2 separate regions of the Gossypium hirsutum genome follow, and region 1 is linked to region 2. The links are chromatin contacts, called in public Hi-C maps. All regions are on one chromosome and are shown on one strand. Each heading gives the region's core, a stretch centred on a gene start, on an enhancer-like site or on the middle of the called end of the contact. The rest is flanking DNA. Distances are from core to core; before and after follow the strand shown. Region 1 holds the start of LOC107920271 (WPP domain-interacting tail-anchored protein 2). Region 2 has its middle 10 kb from the start of LOC121225052.

Region 1 (3,452 bases), core at 68-2,567, 170 kb after region 2:
AGAAAGTGAAATTTCGAACGTAGGAAGGTCAAAATAGTGAACAACGTCCCGACAAGCTACCCACATCCCAACGTGGTCTCCCTAACGTCGCAACGAGCTAGCCCAATGAGAGTGACAGTCTCCAAACGTGCGAACGTTTAAAGTAAAATTGTACAAATAAAAATATAGAAAATAAGTGTGATATTTGTAAGCGAACAGGTCAAATTGTAATATAGTTTTGTGTTAGAACGGAACATCAATAAGTATTTCGAGGATCGTACTCAAAGGAGATTGAATCAAATCTAAAAATTAATTCTACAATAATATGTCTAAATAGTAATCACCAAAAATCATATTACGATAAATAAGAATATTAAAATTAATGTTACCCAAAAAATAAAATAACTAGAAGAGAATAAATGAATAAAGAAAATCTCAATTAAAAACAGAAGATTAACTCGCTTTAGTAATTATAATTAACATCAAAGTCAATTTGGTAAAATTGAAAATTGAAAATTGAGAAAAATAAAATAAAATAGTAGGAAGATCTTGCTTTAATGATAATATTAAAATTTTTAAACTTTTTTAGGAGTGGATGCTATCTAAATTTATTGTTATTTTCGTCTAGATTTGTGTATTGTAATTGTTTACAAGTATACTAATAATTTCTTATGATGATACTTGCAATTTTATAGTTAATTGGATAAGTTAATAAATTCTAAATTAATGGCTAAACTTCAAACCATTTTAAATTTTGAAATATTAGAAGATCCTAAAAAACTTTAGGTCTTTTTTCATATAAAATGTGGTTATTAAAATTAAAAATAAACCGACAATAAACCACTCAATTGTTTATGACATGGATGGACTATATTAATGATTCCCATATGGCTAAAGACAGGGGAACTTGTCGTTTGCTTGGCCAAGTTATCTATCTACCCCCCCCCCTTTCTCTTTATTTCATAATCTCAGTTTCAGTATAAATGTGATAATGTCACATGACTACCTTTCCTTTCCACAATATCCAGTTTAAATCTAAATTTTTAGTGACCATTAATCTAAATTTTTATTCATATTAAATATCCGGTTTAAATCTGAATAATCCTTCCCATGCAAAGAAAATACGGTATAATATTTAACCCCATTGGATATGGTTCATTTCATCAAATCCAGTTGTTATGTCCCTAAATTTTATATTATAATACTTAATTAAAATCCAAATTGTAATAATTTTGATTATAATTATAACTTTTGTGCTTGTAGTAGGTCATATGATAAACTTTTACATTGTTCTTTTATGGCATCTCAATAATTCAACGTAGGTCCCCATGGAGCCCGGTGGTTGCTAAAGTGCGCCCCACCATGAACCACCACCCTCATTTCTCCCTCTCTAAGATCACCTACTCTCGTTCCCAATTGACTTGTTATTTACTAGTACATCCATTTTTTGTAACAGACAGATCAGTGAACATCAACGGTTTTATGAACATAACAGGTCGTTGTTAAAAAGTGTCAGTTGACTTTTCTTCTTGGTTGATCCCTTTAATTTTCTTTTTTTCCAAGAATTATCAAAAACCCATCTAGATTTTGCTCTCAGGTAACCATCTTTTTCACCTCATTTCTTGTCTTCCTTGCAAAAAAATTATTCTTGTTCTCAACTTTAACTCTCTACATAGTACTTTGTCTATTTTTTCTTGTTATGTTATTCATGCATGTTCATTTATTGTGGGAAGTTTATGACAGTGTTGGCTTTGTGTCTTTTGATGACTGCTTGACTTTAATGTTGCTGGAAGTATTGGTGAACTGAAGGTTGAATTGAGTTTTATATAAAGTTTTGTTGGCTTTTCATCTGAATCTTGTTGTGGAGTTCAAGTGTCAAGTCTTTGTTAAATTGATGAATATTCCATTGGGGATTTTTAAGGTTTTGTAATGATTAGGGTTGGTCAATTTTATGGTTGATAAATCTGATTGGTTGTGGTGTTTTATGGTTGATTTGCATTGATGAGTTCTCTCTATAGTTGAATTTAACTGCAGACTGTTTTGATAGAACCCTAAATTTGTGGCTGAGAAAGATCTGAACTGGCTTTTTCTTATCCATCCTTTGCCTCTCAGTTACCTAAACCAAGAATTGAGCCATGGAAATGAATGAATTCAATGTTGATGAAAAGTATATGCATATGGGAAACCCAGAGTCAAATGCAGTTCAGTTTCATGAAGAGGCCTTATCAACTGGAGAGGGCATCCAAGAAATGTTGGGTGCCAATTTGGACAGAATTGACTTGGATTTGGCTTGTTGTAATGAGAAACTGGTAAATTTGCATGTACTGTTGATGTTTCTTCTGGGTTGGGACAAGGATCCCGAAGAGATGGCGTATGGGAGTTGTGATATTTCGGCTCAGTTCATTGAGAAGGCTTTGGTATTTGACCTTTTATGTGGAATTTTAGATTCTGAGTTAAGGGAAGTGGAAACTTTCTTGAGTGCCGTTCAGTCAGAGATTGTTGATGCTCGTCGTAAAACATCTTCGTGCGTACCTTTGGGAGCACTATCTGAAAAAATGGATAAGAAGCTACATGATTCTGAAGAATCCCTGAAAAGGTGTCAAGGGATTGTCTTGGAGGTGAAGTTGCTGTCAACCAAGCTGCAAGCTTCCTTTCCATATTTCAAACATGAGAACTGTAAGTCCAAGTTCGATTTTATCACTTAACATAATTAACAGTGCACAAAAACTATACTTACCCTAACATATGCTTATGAATAGGGACTAATGATGAGGCCATGGATGTATCTGAGCAATATCAGCTATCAAACATCATCGGGAAATCCAAAGTACTGACCGTTGAACAACAAAGACAAATTCTGAGGATGCTTGACAAATCACTTGCGAGGGAGCTAGAGCTTGAAAATAAATTATTAGAGTCCGGACAAAATGAAGAATCGTTAAAACTAAAGCTACATCATACTGAACAAGTCGCTCTTCGCATGGAAGAGGCAGCAGAAGTTGTTTGGGGACGGTTTCTAGAGGCTGAGAATGTTGCTGAGGTGCTCATGGGAATTTCAAAGGAACTATTAGGTCGACTTCAGATTGTTCAGTTTAACATGAATGGTTCGATTCAACGAGAAGCTGAGCTCAAATCTAAACTTGAAGGTTGCATTGAAGAGTTGAATGCCAAAGGTATAGCTTTAGAAAAGCTTGATATCAGCAATGTGGAACATGCTGCAAAAGCTTCCGAAGTATTCACATTGAGGAAGAATATGAAGTTACTTGAGGAACAGCTAAAAGAATCCGAGATACAGCTGAAGAATGCAATGGCTTCCAATGAAACAAGTCAAGAACATCTTAATGAAATGGAAACCGTTATTGATTCACTAAAAGTAAGCATTTATGAAGCTGAAAGTAGAGCTGAAAGTGCAGAAGCTAAGGTCTCAGAGTTAACAGATGCGAACTTGGAACTTACCGAAGAGTTGAATTTTC
Region 2 (3,690 bases), core at 18-2,517:
CCCCTTTTTTAATGGAATATTCAAAATTTGACCTGCTCATTCTTCTTATCCTTTCGCATAAAAATAGCTCCAACTCACTTAGAGTGTCATTTCAATTTTACTTCTTAAAGCTGAACAGGATCATTTAACTTTAATTAAATTCGGTCACCACTCCAAGAGGGAAATTAAATAAATCCTTTGCTTATTTTGCTGCACATTCGGTCTGCTGCACTTCTATTGGACCGAATTTTCTTCTTTTGTCCCAATGCCAATTTAATTTCTTCAAAACCAGCATATGATCATCCTCATCCAGCAGCTTTATTCATGCAAATTAAATTCTAAATGGAGCCCATACGGACATCAAAATGTCCTTTACCTGCGCATGAATTAAAATTAACATTAAATTGTTGAATTGGAGCGAAATTAAATTATTACGGCATGGATGTACTTAATCAATTTAGGCTGAATTATAAATTAATTGATCAAAAGATTAATCAACAATTTAAATAATTTAGCTGAATAAATTAAGCTCAAAATTTAACTTAACACCTACTATGGCAAAGACTTCCTTGATAACACTGATTTGAATACATTTGAGAATATAGAAATGGAAGATGTTGTTAAATATTTAACTTAGGGTAGAGGTACATGGAATTATAAGCCGGTTACAACCTTACCAACTAATTTTAGTCAAGCAATAATGTTTCCAGTAGTGAAAATGTGGATGAAATTCATAGGTACTAGAATTGCACCCACGTTGAATGTTTCTAACGTTAATACTTTTCGATCCATTCTTTTGTATGGTATTTTGTAATGAAAGCAAATATGTGTGGACAAGTGGATTTATTGTGAGATGAGGTGCTGTGTGAAAAGCCAAAAAGCTGGGCTTTTCTTTCCTCACCTCGTGACAACATTGTGTCGAGAAGCAGAAGTTCCAATGGGAGAAAATGAGCAGTTTATGAAGCCAAAAAAGAGTATAATTGGAGATTCACTATATAAACAATATTTTGAGCTTCAGAGGAAGCAATTTATTGATTGAAACCAGAGGAAAGAAAATATGGATATTTCGATGTCACTAAAGTGGAAGGAAAAATTGAAAAATTGAAATATCGGAAAGGGGCAAGTGGGAGCATCGAAGAAAAAATTTATGGAATGATCAGATGGATGCAGGAGACGGGCCCAATACTTCAAGAATTTTCCCAAATGAATGGATTAAGAGCATTGAATTATCCGCCAGACATGTTCGGTCCAACACAAATCTATTATATTGATGAAGAGGAAAGATGAGATAGAAGACTAGTATCTCTAGAGGAATATGGACGAGTATGAAGTAGTATTTCAGCCACAATACTCCACACCAAAAGGGCCCATCATCCGAAGCCCAACCAAACATGCACCTTCGACGAGAGGGACTTCCCATAATGAATATGGGTCGGGAAAAGGAAAAGCACCGATGGTGAGGGGGCAATTGCCCTATTTTGATGATTCGAATGATGATTAAACTAGATTTTTCATTTTTCAATTATGGGATTGTATTAACTTGGATAAACCTTAGTTTTTTTTAGAAGTAGGAGTAACAAGAGATTTTTGTTTGACTTTCTGCAATATTTAGAATTTTCTGTGTAGGAACCTCACATGAAGAAGCAGAACGATTCTAATCTTGCAACGATCAAAGGGGGAGGAACCCATTAATAGTCTGTAGAACTATCTCGATCAATTGGGTAACTTCTTACCTTATCTTTATAGAGGCTACACATTGAGGACAATGTGTTATCTAAAGTGTGGAGGGTAACATAGAAAATTTGTTTTAAATTTTTATGCTTTTCTTTGATTTTTTTCTTGTTAATTGTGTGCTTGAGCTTGTAGAAATACAAGTGATTGATTAATGAGCATATACATAGGTTGATAGTATTTAAGGTAAATTTGGTATCATGATAGGTGATTTTAAATATTTGATTATTAGATTATTAAATTCTATATATTACACTGTGAATAGGCATTAAGCAATTGAATGTCCCAAATGGTATAGAGAATATAAGGAAACAATCATGCTAGTATGAATGATAAATTATTGAATTTGTGATTGTTTGGTTGACTAAATTTGTGAATATTGAGATACCTAGGGATAACCTAAGGCATCGTTTGGTATACACCTAAACCTAAAAACCTAACCCTATTTATTCATCCTTAGTACCTATCTTGAGCCAAAAAACACTTCTTAATGAACCTCTATATAAAACCCAAGCTAAAAATGATAATTTGTGCTTACCCTTTTCTTTGGTCGTAAACTGCATGATTATAGACGTTTGACCATACATATTGAGGATTAAGTAGAGACATTACGGTGGTTTTGTAAAAACAGAGTGATAAGAAAGATCAGTGTACTATGGTGATTATAGGTTAGCTTAAAAGTGCAAAAAGAAAAAAATCAAAAAGGAGGAAATTAAGCGAGTAGGAAAAGTACGTGAAAAATAAAAGCATTTGTGAGTGAGGTGCTGTGAAAAAGAAAGAAAAGTGACAAAGTAACAACAATAGAAAAAATTGCTCATTAATGCACGAAAATGCGTGAGCTAGTCGTAGTTACTATATGATGCTGAGATTTCCTATAAAGAGACATAAGAAAGGTCAGGGAAGGAGAGAGAAGGCGGTGAGTGGGAAAAGGGTCACTAAGGGGGAGAATAGGGGACAATATGATGTACAAAACTACTTTCGTGCTTGATTATGTGTAAATATGATATGTTTTATGTTTATTCATGTGTTCCAAACCAACATTTGTACCATACTGACTCAAGGGTCGTCTTTTCATTAGTTGTTTTTGTTTGTTTTGCTTGAGGGAAGCAATGACTTAAGTGTGGGGGAGTTTGATCTACTATAATTCAGTGTAGCAGATTAAACTAGCTTTCGCACTTTAGGAGTTTGAACACAAGCATTTTGGTTAAGTTTTATATATGTTTCCATAATTTTAGTTAAGTTCAATAAAATGTGTAATTTGAGTCTTTTATTGACCTTAGGGTCCGAATGAGGCCTCAGGGTGAGGTAATATGCTTTGTGAGCGTGTAGGAGACCATTAGAAGGCGTGCTAACTCGATAATAGTTATTGTGATACAACATGGAGAGCTTGATGTCGCAACATAGAGAGAGGAATAGAAGAATTCCAAGACTGCCTTTAATGCCACAACATAGTCTGAGGATGTTGCGACACATCCCTGAAAGACACACTAAAGATGAAGCATACTACCTTTGATGTCGCGACACAGGACCTGGCATGTCGCGACATCAGCACTATACAGGAAATAATTATGAGCAAGAGGCGTTTTGGTCGCACAATCAGGCATTAAGCACAAGGATGACAGTTGACTTAGGGTTAAGGACGACAACCACTTTAAAGTCTATAAATAGGCTCAATTAACACATGTTATGCATAACTTTCATATTGTATAATTTTCTTCCTAGTTCTATTCTTTAGTTTTTCTCTTCTTTTAGGCTTTAGGTTCATTTTAGTTTTCGTTCTTTGCTTTGTAGAAGAAATTAGATTTGTGAAACATGATCAAACTCTGTAAGGATTCAACATTCTATTGTAATTCAAATCAAGCTTCTTCTAAACCTTATATTCTTGAATTATTTTTCATGTCTATTCTTTTTATCAAGTTTATATTTTTATAAGACCCGTGAGGAATTAACCCTCTTGTGGGGGATTAGCTAGTGAAGGTA

What was found. Hi-C and Micro-C count contacts between places; a contact is called where the count stands out from the background.
Region 1: a Hi-C map of leaf shows a contact between it and region 2, with 2.1 times the contacts expected there. The contact joins the promoter of LOC107920271 here to the enhancer-like site in region 2. A contact is called at or near these places in 3 of 34 Hi-C or Micro-C datasets (leaf and seedling).

What each region holds. Positions count from the first base shown.
Region 1 is chrD13:19,116,580-19,120,031 of Gossypium_hirsutum_v2.1, forward strand. It overlaps LOC107920271 (WPP domain-interacting tail-anchored protein 2), which reads left to right and starts at 1,318. Exons shown (of 5, transcript XM_016849886.2): 1 at 1,318-2,655; 2 at 2,739-3,452. The coding sequence starts at 2,115.
Region 2 is chrD13:18,950,329-18,954,018 of Gossypium_hirsutum_v2.1, forward strand. No RefSeq gene overlaps it. Among protein-coding and RNA genes, the nearest start is that of LOC121225052, 10 kb to the right of the region's middle. Within about 2 kb of position 1,268, at least 4 of the 9 cell types and tissues checked have an H3K27ac peak or open chromatin away from gene starts, as enhancers often do. A contact at or near this core is called in leaf, where this site is marked.